Linked DNA regions of Gossypium arboreum: region 1 is linked to region 2. A link is a contact called in public Hi-C data. All regions are on one chromosome and are shown on one strand. Each heading gives the region's core, a stretch centred on a gene start, on an enhancer-like site or on the middle of the called end of the contact. The rest is flanking DNA. Distances are from core to core; before and after follow the strand shown.

What was found. Hi-C and Micro-C count contacts between places; a contact is called where the count stands out from the background.
Region 1: a Hi-C map of leaf shows a contact between it and region 2, with 2.6 times the contacts expected there. The contact joins the promoter of LOC108453988 here to the promoter of LOC108456386 in region 2. A contact is called at or near these places in 2 of 5 Hi-C or Micro-C datasets (both in leaf).

What each region holds. Positions count from the first base shown.
Region 1 is chr9:3,432,448-3,437,217 of ASM2569848v2, forward strand. LOC108453988 (structural maintenance of chromosomes protein 4) reads right to left here and starts at 2,436. Exons shown (of 28, transcript XM_017752262.2): 1 at 2,121-2,436; 2 at 1,225-1,314; 3 at 962-1,063; 4 at 549-725; 5 at 335-465; 6 at 57-135. The coding sequence starts at 2,270. LOC108454483 (a long non-coding RNA gene) reads left to right here and starts at 4,200. Exons shown (of 3, transcript XR_008270658.1): 1 at 4,200-4,749.
Region 2 is chr9:3,185,338-3,190,031 of ASM2569848v2, forward strand. LOC108456386 (E3 ubiquitin-protein ligase MPSR1-like) reads right to left here and starts at 3,018. Exons shown (of 1, transcript XM_017754979.2): 1 at 2,158-3,018. The coding sequence starts at 2,832. The coding sequence ends at 2,290. It overlaps LOC108457376 (granule-bound starch synthase 2, chloroplastic/amyloplastic-like), which reads right to left. Exons shown (of 8, transcript XM_017756399.2): 8 at 3,558-4,694. The coding sequence ends at 3,799.

The DNA.
Region 1 (4,770 bases), core at 1,186-3,685, 250 kb after region 2:
ATATATTATAGATGATACCAATTTAAAAAAAGGGGAAAATAGCATCATTAACAAACCTCCAAGCTATCTCTTTCTTTCTCTGCTAATTTAACCATTTGCACAACACCTGATCGTTTTTCATTGAGACTTTCTAACCTGGAAGCAAAAAGGGAAACAACATAAAATAGTGTTAAGACATATACAAGTCTAGAAGACAGTTACTAGTAATCTATTCACTATGGTGGACTGTCTTGATAGCTACTAGCAAACAAGGTGATAAAAAACAAGTTAAAAGGTCTCGAGTACTAGTGTCAAAAATAGCAAAACATTCTGTGTACACAGGAAAAATACTCACTCCTTAGATGATTCGTCAATCTTTTCAACATATTTGTTTGTTCCTATTATGTCCTCCAAATATTCAAGGAAACCTTCATCATGAGGCCCTTGTGCTTTTGGCTTCATGAGCGAAATTTGCTCAACCTCACCCTGATAATAACTATTAAAACATGAATAAAAGTAGAACAAGAACTTGAAATTTCTAAATATTAAACCTTTTGAATATACTGAACCTGAAGAATAAGAAACCGATTGTTGTCAAGATCAACTCCTTTCCCTTTCAGTTTCTTTGTAACTTCTGTAAAGTTACTAGCACGGTTATTGATGTAATATTTGGATGAGTTATCCCGAAATGCAACCCGGGAAATAACAAATTCACTTCCTGGAACAGCTTCATATGTCCCGTCATCCTGCAGTCAGTAGAGAGTTAGTTCCAAAGTAGCACCACCTTAAGATTCTTAAATTCCATGATATTGGGACATAAAACAGTGAAATTGAATGGTTTAAAACTCAAGGGTTTTGCAGATTAAGCGCCTAGAAAAAAATTGCAGCATTTAGCTTCCCAAAACCTCTGTTTATAACCACTCGGTCACTAGGTGAAAAGCCTACACCCAAAATCAAGAAAAACAAAATGAAAAAGACTCACCAGATCAATAATCTCCTGAAAATGAACAGAAACACCAGCACTATCAAGATTTTGATGATTAGTTGAATTGTGAATAAGCTCAGAAACTTTATTAAGCCGCATCTGCACAATTAGATCAGCAAAATCAAGCACGAAAGGATATAGAAAAAGGGAAATCTTCAAAAAGTACTGCCAGGTATATGATTAGAAGTACCATTGTAGCTACATAGGAACAAAAAAGAAGATAAATACCCAAATAATAGAATTTTGCTAATAAAAACTACCTGCTTTGCTCTCTTCCCAAATACAAAAAGCATGGCATCTATCACATTGCTTTTACCACTTCCATTTGGCCCAACCACAGCAGAAAAGCTCTAAATTTCATCGAAACAAGAAAAGAAATCGGGGGGAACAGAGAGAAAGAGTTTAAACTTTATAGTTAGTGGAAGAAATATTAAATTCCTAAGATGAAAAGTAAAATTTGAGGACAAAATGATATCTTTTTAGCCTACTCAATAGTACAGTGAACAAACTTAAAGAAACTAAGACTTGAAATACGAAAGATAATTATTTGAAAAAGTCATAATTTGAGTTAAATTTTTGAACTTGTCATATAGACTAGCAACTTGCCACTCAATTTTCCACCTCTTTCTCGCAACCAAAAGAAGGGAACACTAAGAACAGAAAAAATAAATTATCTCAAATTCAATTCGTGCAATTATCATATCATTTTACATTTTTTTTCTTGGCAACCAAGCAGGAGTTAGACTACTAACAAACAAACTAAAAGCTTACTTTCTACATCTAACTATTAAAAAAAAAAAAAAAAAGGTAATCGAAAATATAAATTTTTGAAATGTTCATCAATCTGGAATTTTCTTTCTCGATTTCCAGTGCTTTCTCAGTAACCAAAAGGAAACCGTTAAAATTACAACAAAAAGGAGAAAAAAAAAAGAAAGCTATTCGAGTTGAAGTCATGTAATTTTTAATTTCCTTCTCAGTTCTTCATTTTCTCAAAAGAAAAAAAAACGAAATAATGAACTAATAACGAAAGGAAAAGCTAATCCAAGTTGAGTCCGTGGAATTATTACATAAATTTTGCAATTTTCCTTCTCAATTTCCAAACTTTCCTAGAAACCAAAAAAAAATATCAAAATTAAACGATAAAAGAAAATATAACCTTGTGAAAGGGACCGACGCGCTGTTCACCGGCATAAGACTTGAAGTTCCTCATCACCATCTCGTTAATTACTAACCTCGGTCCTCGAGATCCCACTTGGGCCTGCTCTGGTTCGCGAGTCGCGAACTCATCCTTCGTTTCCACCCCCATACGGAAATGAGCGGCTGCTGAGTCAACTCGCTGCTGTTGAATCGGTTTGAGACTTCGAGACGATTTGATGGAATAAACAAGTAAAAGGAAGATGAAAAAGTTTAATAAGTATTTGAGCGAAATTTCAAAAGGGATATTTTAGCGGGAATTTGAAATGAAAAAAACATAAATGGGCCTTCGTTCGGCCCTTTTGACCATTAATAAGCTTCTGAAACTTGCACATTGCAAAAATAAAACACACATCGTTTATGTTTTTTTAAGGCATAATGACAATTTTAGTTCTTACTGTTTACTCATTTTCTCACTTTAGTCCTAATTTTTTTTATGGATCGCTTTGGTTCTCAACCTTCAAATTTTAGTCAAATTACTTCTTGTTAAATAGAAAAGCTCACTGAAAATTAAGATTTTAATAGCCCTAGCGTTGTAACGCGTGTGGCAATTCACGTGTACTTCATTGTTGATGTGGTTATATTTTAAAAAATGAACCTTTTATAATTTGTTGAATTTTTAAAAAATATTTTTTTATAAAGTATACATGGACTATCATGTGAGTCGTCATATAGTGCCATTAAAATTGGTGACTAAAATAACAAAATAAGTAAACATTAAGAACTAAATTAGTGAACAAAGTCCAACACTAGTCGAAGTATCATGGCTAGTTTTCTTAGCCAATTGGATTCCCAAACAATATATTGGCAAAAAAAAAAAAAAAAGGTAAATACTTTTGGTCATGTATGTCATCAATTTGTTAAGTTATAATCATTGGCCCATTAAATAGCATTATCGATATAACAGTAAATTGAAGTATCGCATTAATATCATCATTTTCATATGAAAATTTCAAGTTACATTATACAACTAATCCCTATACTTTTTTTTTTAACAATTTAATTCTTTTTCTTTTAACTTTGTCTTTTGTTTTCTTTTCCTCTTTCATTTTTCTTCCTCTTTCTTTATCCTCTTTTCTCCTTTTTTTTTTCTTTTCTTTTCATGAAAGTTTGCATGATAAAACAATATTATGATTGAGATAGAAATCACATTCATTTGAAATGAGGTCATATGGTATTCATCTACGACTTAGTTATATATTAAGAAGGCATAAATATTTATTTGGCTCTTTAATTTTATAAAAAAATTAATTTAGTCTTTTATTTAATTTTTCGTCTCTTTTAACCTTTAAATCTATGTTATTTGTCAAATCACTCTAAAATAGATAAAAAATTAATATTTGTCAAATTTTTTGACGTGGTATACACGTAGATTGCCATGTAGATGCCGTGTTAGTAATAAATTAAATTTTTAAATTTTAAGAAATTCAAAAAATTATTAAAATTATTTTTAAAAGTATAAAATTATAAAAATTTAAAATTAATTAATTGCCAAAATGTCATAAACATGATATATATGGGCTATCATGTGGATTCGTCATCAGTTAACAAAAATTAACTTTTTCATCCATTTTGAGATGATTTAGCAAATAATACAAATTCAAAGTTTAAAATTGATACATGAAATAAGTTTTTATGCCTGCAAGAATTGTTAACATTATGTTTTTGTTTTTTTTTCAACCCAACAAAAGGTGCTTATATTATTATGAAAGAAGCACCAAGCAAGTACCCTCAAAATGCTAGCATGTCACAATTACCAAAAAAAAAGGGTAAAGTGCATGCTTTTAAAGAAAAATGACAACAATTTGTAGTTTTTTTTTTTTAATAAAATCTGGGACTTTGTATTAAAAATGGGCCCCGGCATGAAATTCATTACAATAGCAAAAGAAGAAAAAATAACTTAAAACCTACAAACAGGACTTGTTATTCCTACTAAAACATATACCTAAACCAAGCCCAAACCCAAATTTTCCTAAGCCCACCAGGCCCTATTTTGATACCCCGTATGCCAAGCATCGTTATCTGAGATAGCCCCCATCGCTTTCAAAATCTTAATTACTTTTTATCATTTTTGAGGCTCTCCTTTTGATTACCTGCACTGTCTCTAGAAGCTTTCTGCCAGACTTTTAATATGCCCTGTTCCCCCATTTCTCCTGTTTCCGCTCTTATCTGCGAAAATTTCCTTCAAATGCTTCTTGGTGCTTCATTTTCTCAACTGTTCCCCATGTCCGTCAGTTCTCTCGTCTCCTTCCGACACTGTCAAACTCCTCACATCTTCCTCCAGTGCTAACATGGCCTACCTCGGTAGTCGATGTCCCAGGTTAGTATTCCTACTCTCAACCGCTCCTCTTACAAGTTCATTAGCAACCCCATTACCAAATTTAGATATTTTTTGAAAGCGGCACTCTTCAAATCCTTTGCTTAATAGTTGTTTATCCTGTATGTACGAACGTAGTACTGATCGATCCTCTTTTAATGCCTTCACTCATCGAATAACACTGAGTGCATCTCCTTCGATGACTACCCGTCGGAGTCCCATTTCTAACCCCGCCTGAACTGGCTGTAGACAGGCTATTGCCTCTTTTCGAAAGGTATAAGTAGTCTCTCATTAA
Region 2 (4,694 bases), core at 1,768-4,267:
TTAATATAAGGGCATGTGTAGTTTTGAGACTAACTTAAAATTTATATTATTAATCTCTTGATTTCTTTCCAATAAACTTACACGTATATAAGTTTTATAAATCTATTTTGTGTATTATATCTCATCACGTATTTTATCATCCTTTCATATTATATGTTATCCAAGTTATCATATGCTTTGTCAATTTTCGAATAAATTCGCTTTTTAAAATGTTTTGCACATGACTCGATTCAAAATTGTATTTTATAATATCCATTTCAATAAGTATATATATAAAATTTTATTTTTATGCAAATTTGTCAACTCATACATTATGTGTTTTAAAAATATTCATTCTACAATATATATATTTTGAGGATTGCATGTGTATATTAAGCTTGTCATTGTTTTACAATAATCTTATACCATGTTGCTTCTTTGGATTGCATTTTATTTTATGCCTCTAATAATTTTATTATTATGTCATGTATGCCGTCGTTGTATTTTATTTATTCATTATTGCCATGTTAATCGGTCTCCATGCGTAATTGAAATTGAGTTATATTTTCAAGTCGGTTATACTTAGTCGCTTAGGTGTTTGTTAGTCGATTAAGTAAATTGTATTGCCTCCGCTTTCCTATTGTCACGTTTTATGCATGCATATATCACCTCATATCATCGTTTTCCACGTGACTTTTGAAATGTGGTTTTATGAAATCTCAATTCTTAAAGTCGACTCCATGTTATTTCAAGTAAGATTAACACATTTTAAACTAATTCTATACTTATTCTTTTTAAGAATTCTTTAAAACGAAGACGAGATTCGATATTTGGCAATTCGCGAAATAGTGCCCTAACGTGTTGGGTTGCAATTTCGCATTTGCTCAAAATAATCGAATATTACTTCAAAATTTCACTCATGTCTTCTAAAAACTTTTTAAAACGAAAGGCAATATTCGGCATTTGACAATTCGAGAATCATGCTCTATTGTGCTGGGTTATGATTTCTCGTTTGCTCAAAACAATCGAACATTCCTTTATATTCTCACTCATGTTTATAAAAAATATTTAAAAATGAAGGCGATGTTCGATATTTGGCGATTTGAGAATCGAGCCCTATCGTGCTGGGTTGCGCTTTTTCATTTGTCCAAAACAATCGAATATTTCCTCAGAATTTCACACATATTTTATAAAGTAAGGCAATGGTCAATGTTTGGAAATTCGAGGAATCGTACCTTACCGTGCTGGGTTTCGATTTTTCGTTGGACTAAATAGTTGAGCATCCTTCTGTAATCCTCGAATTGTAAATTTTCGGGCGTCAAAACAAGAAGATTTTTGACAATCAACTCGGGTTACTCAAACGTTATAAAAGGAACCACATTTTAAAAACTTTTAATTTAGACACAAGGACAATATTTAATCGATTTGGTACCAATTTTGGGCGTAATGAGGGTGCTAATCCTTCCTCATGTGTAACCGACTCCCGAACCTATTTTCTCAAAAATTCGTAGACCAAAATCTTTGTTTTAGCAAACTAAAAATGTTATGACTTTATTCTTAGGTGGTCCGATCACACCAAAACAAAGATCAGTGGCGACTCCATATTTTCATTTTTCAAAAAGTCGATTTCACCATTTTTCATTAAAATTAAAAATTTTAAATCGAGGGATGATTTCGACATCATAAATGACGGTTGGGTGAGATTCTTTGTGCCACTTGACCCTGAGAAGTCCTCTTAAGGAGTTTCTCTAACAAGTTTAACTAATAACTGTTCACGAGAAGTGATACTTAAAGAGTTGTCAAAAAGTATTCTCAAAGTTTGGGGTATAACACCCCCAGGTGGTTTAATTAAGGGGATGCCCACAAAAAGTAATGCCCAAATATTTCTAGGAAAATCATAAAACTCAAAATAATTTAAAAAAAAAAGTTGTAAAAAATACAAATCAATCATACTTTGCTCTACTTCTTTCATTTCAATCCACTATGATTATGAATGTTCGAGAATTTGGTTCAAATGGTTGAATGGAATTAAATATTGATATGAAATTTTTCTAATATATATATATTTTAATATAGGATATATTGAGAAGTTGACGCTGTCATGACTATCAATGTATCAATATTAAGTGAGATGATGAAATACAAATTAAGTAGCAACTAGATTAAAAAAAAATTCAATTATCAAATATATACTTTTAGATAAGTTAAGAAAGTACAGTAAATAAATTATTGAATAAATTCTTTTACTTATTTACAATTTAGTCGGTTAAAAAATATTTCTTTAGGTACGATTCAGGAAAAAAGTATGTGTCAATTGCTATCCGTGTTTTGATTGGAAGGCGTATCATCCGTGTTGCAATTGGAATACCCATCATCATCAACTTGACCCGAATCAGGTTGACGGAAAGCCCGACCCGAACCCATCATGCTAGCCAAGCTAGCAAAAGCAAAAACCGACTGCAAAAATTCCAAACCATTGATCTCCCCACCCTCCATTCTTCGCCGGCCACCATTACCCTCACCACCTCCTATTTCAGCCGTCTCAGGCGGCATCAAGAATCGACAAACCGGGCATAACCCATGGATCAACAACCACTTCTCAATACAACCCGAATGAAACACATGCTTACATGGCATCTCCCTTCCTTCTTCTTCAACTTCAAAATCTTCCAAACAAATACAACAATCTTTGCCACTCTCTTTCACTTTTATCCTCGGCATTGCTTCTATGGAAGCTTTGGAAGCTGGCGCCGGCCTAAGTTTATTTTCGCTGACGACTCCTACGCCGCCGATCTGGAAAACTACGTAAACGACAGGACTAGGCTGTTGGCTCTGGGTAGGAGCTTCCGCCATACTTGGAAAATCAGAGAAGCTTAAAGAATCTCTAAGAAGAAGAAAGAGAAAACTTTGAATTGAAAAAAAAAATGTGGAGAAAGAGAAGATTTTTATAAAAGGAATCCAAAAGCCTGGAAAGTTCGGGATTCCAGGATGTTTGATGATTTCGTTTGAAATTACGTAAAATATATTCTAGAAGTTTCTATTTTATTCATGTATTTTCTCTTATTTTTGAATAATTTATCAACTTAAATAAAAAATTTAAATAATTTAGTCATCAAATTATAACTCTTTTAATTAAGTGACTAAGACAAAAATTATCTAAAGTTTAATGCTTAATGGTATAGTTTACTCAAAAAATTATATTTAATCTTTATACTTTAATTTGATCAATTTTAATTTTTAAATATTTTAAAATTTAAAATTTTAGTCTTAACCCAAATAAGAATAATTAATCTATTTGGTTAATATTATCAAATATCATTTTTAAATAAAATAAATAATTAAAAATATATTTCATATTAAATACAATCATTCGTACATCACACGAGAATCTAGTTGTCCTCTATATCCATATAAAATTATCCATTCATTATACTTTAAAATTTAATTAATTATAGTTTTATATTAGTCGACAATAGATATTCCGATTAGGTTACAAAAATACCTTAAAATTTTTGAATTGCTTATTATCAATTGTAATATTCTAATTATCAAAATAATAAATGTAAATTCACATAATATTATTTTACATTAATTATATAAAATAAATATATTATTTACTAAATTTTGAAAAATAAATACAGTAAAAATGACATTATGGGACTAACTACGAATCCTGGCAATGTTGGATACAATACATGCACAACAAAAAAAAAGAGAGCAAAAAAATAGGAATAGAACATTAATACAACATTTGAAAACGAGACCCAAAATTTGTGGTAAAAAGGTGATAAGAGGGTTCATTCAGATCAAACAGAGCTCTCACCACTGATATTTGGCTGCAACAAGCACTTCCTCATACTTCTCAGCTGCATTGTCCCAGCTCAAATCTTGCTTCATTCCCCGTATTTGTAACCCTTCCCAACTTGTTTTATACTGCCGATACGTTAACAAACAGTTACCTAATGCATGTATCAACTTGCCTGCATCCGCACTGTCAAATGTCCACCCGACCCCCGACTCTTCAAATGGATTGAATTGCTGCACTGTATCTCTCAGTCCACCGACTGCATGGACAACTGGTATTGTTCCATAGTTCATCGCATATAGTTGGTTTAGACCACAAGGTTCAAATCTTGATGGCATGAGTAAAATATCAGCCCCGGCTGTTATACGGTGAGCTGTCTTTACAGAAAACCCTACCCATCCTCTTACTTTGTCACGATGTTCGTTTTCGAACTGTCTAAGCATCTGTTCTAGGTCAGGTCTGCCGGTGCCTAACATGACTAATTGCACATCTTGGCCTATCATCCAGGGAATTGCCTCGGCAATTAGATCAACACCTTTTTGTTGATCTAGTCTCCCAATAAAGCCAAGCAGTGGGACATCTTCGCGAACTGGCAACCCGAGCTCCTTTTGTAGCGCGGCCTTGCATTTAGGTTTACCGGTTTGCAGTGTTTCCAAGGAGTAGTTAGTATAACCATCGGATTTGAGGTGAATATCGTATTGTGGATTCCATTCCTTTGTATCGATTCCATTGACTATTCCCCTCAATTTCCAATCATTTTCATTTATGATCCCGTGCAAACCCCAACCACCATCTGCAGTTTTAAGCTCCCAAGAATATCCACGGCTAACGGTGACTACTCGGTCAGCCGTCTTTAGTCCGGCCGCAAAGATATTGAAGTGATCACCTCCAATCGGATCATATAACTTGA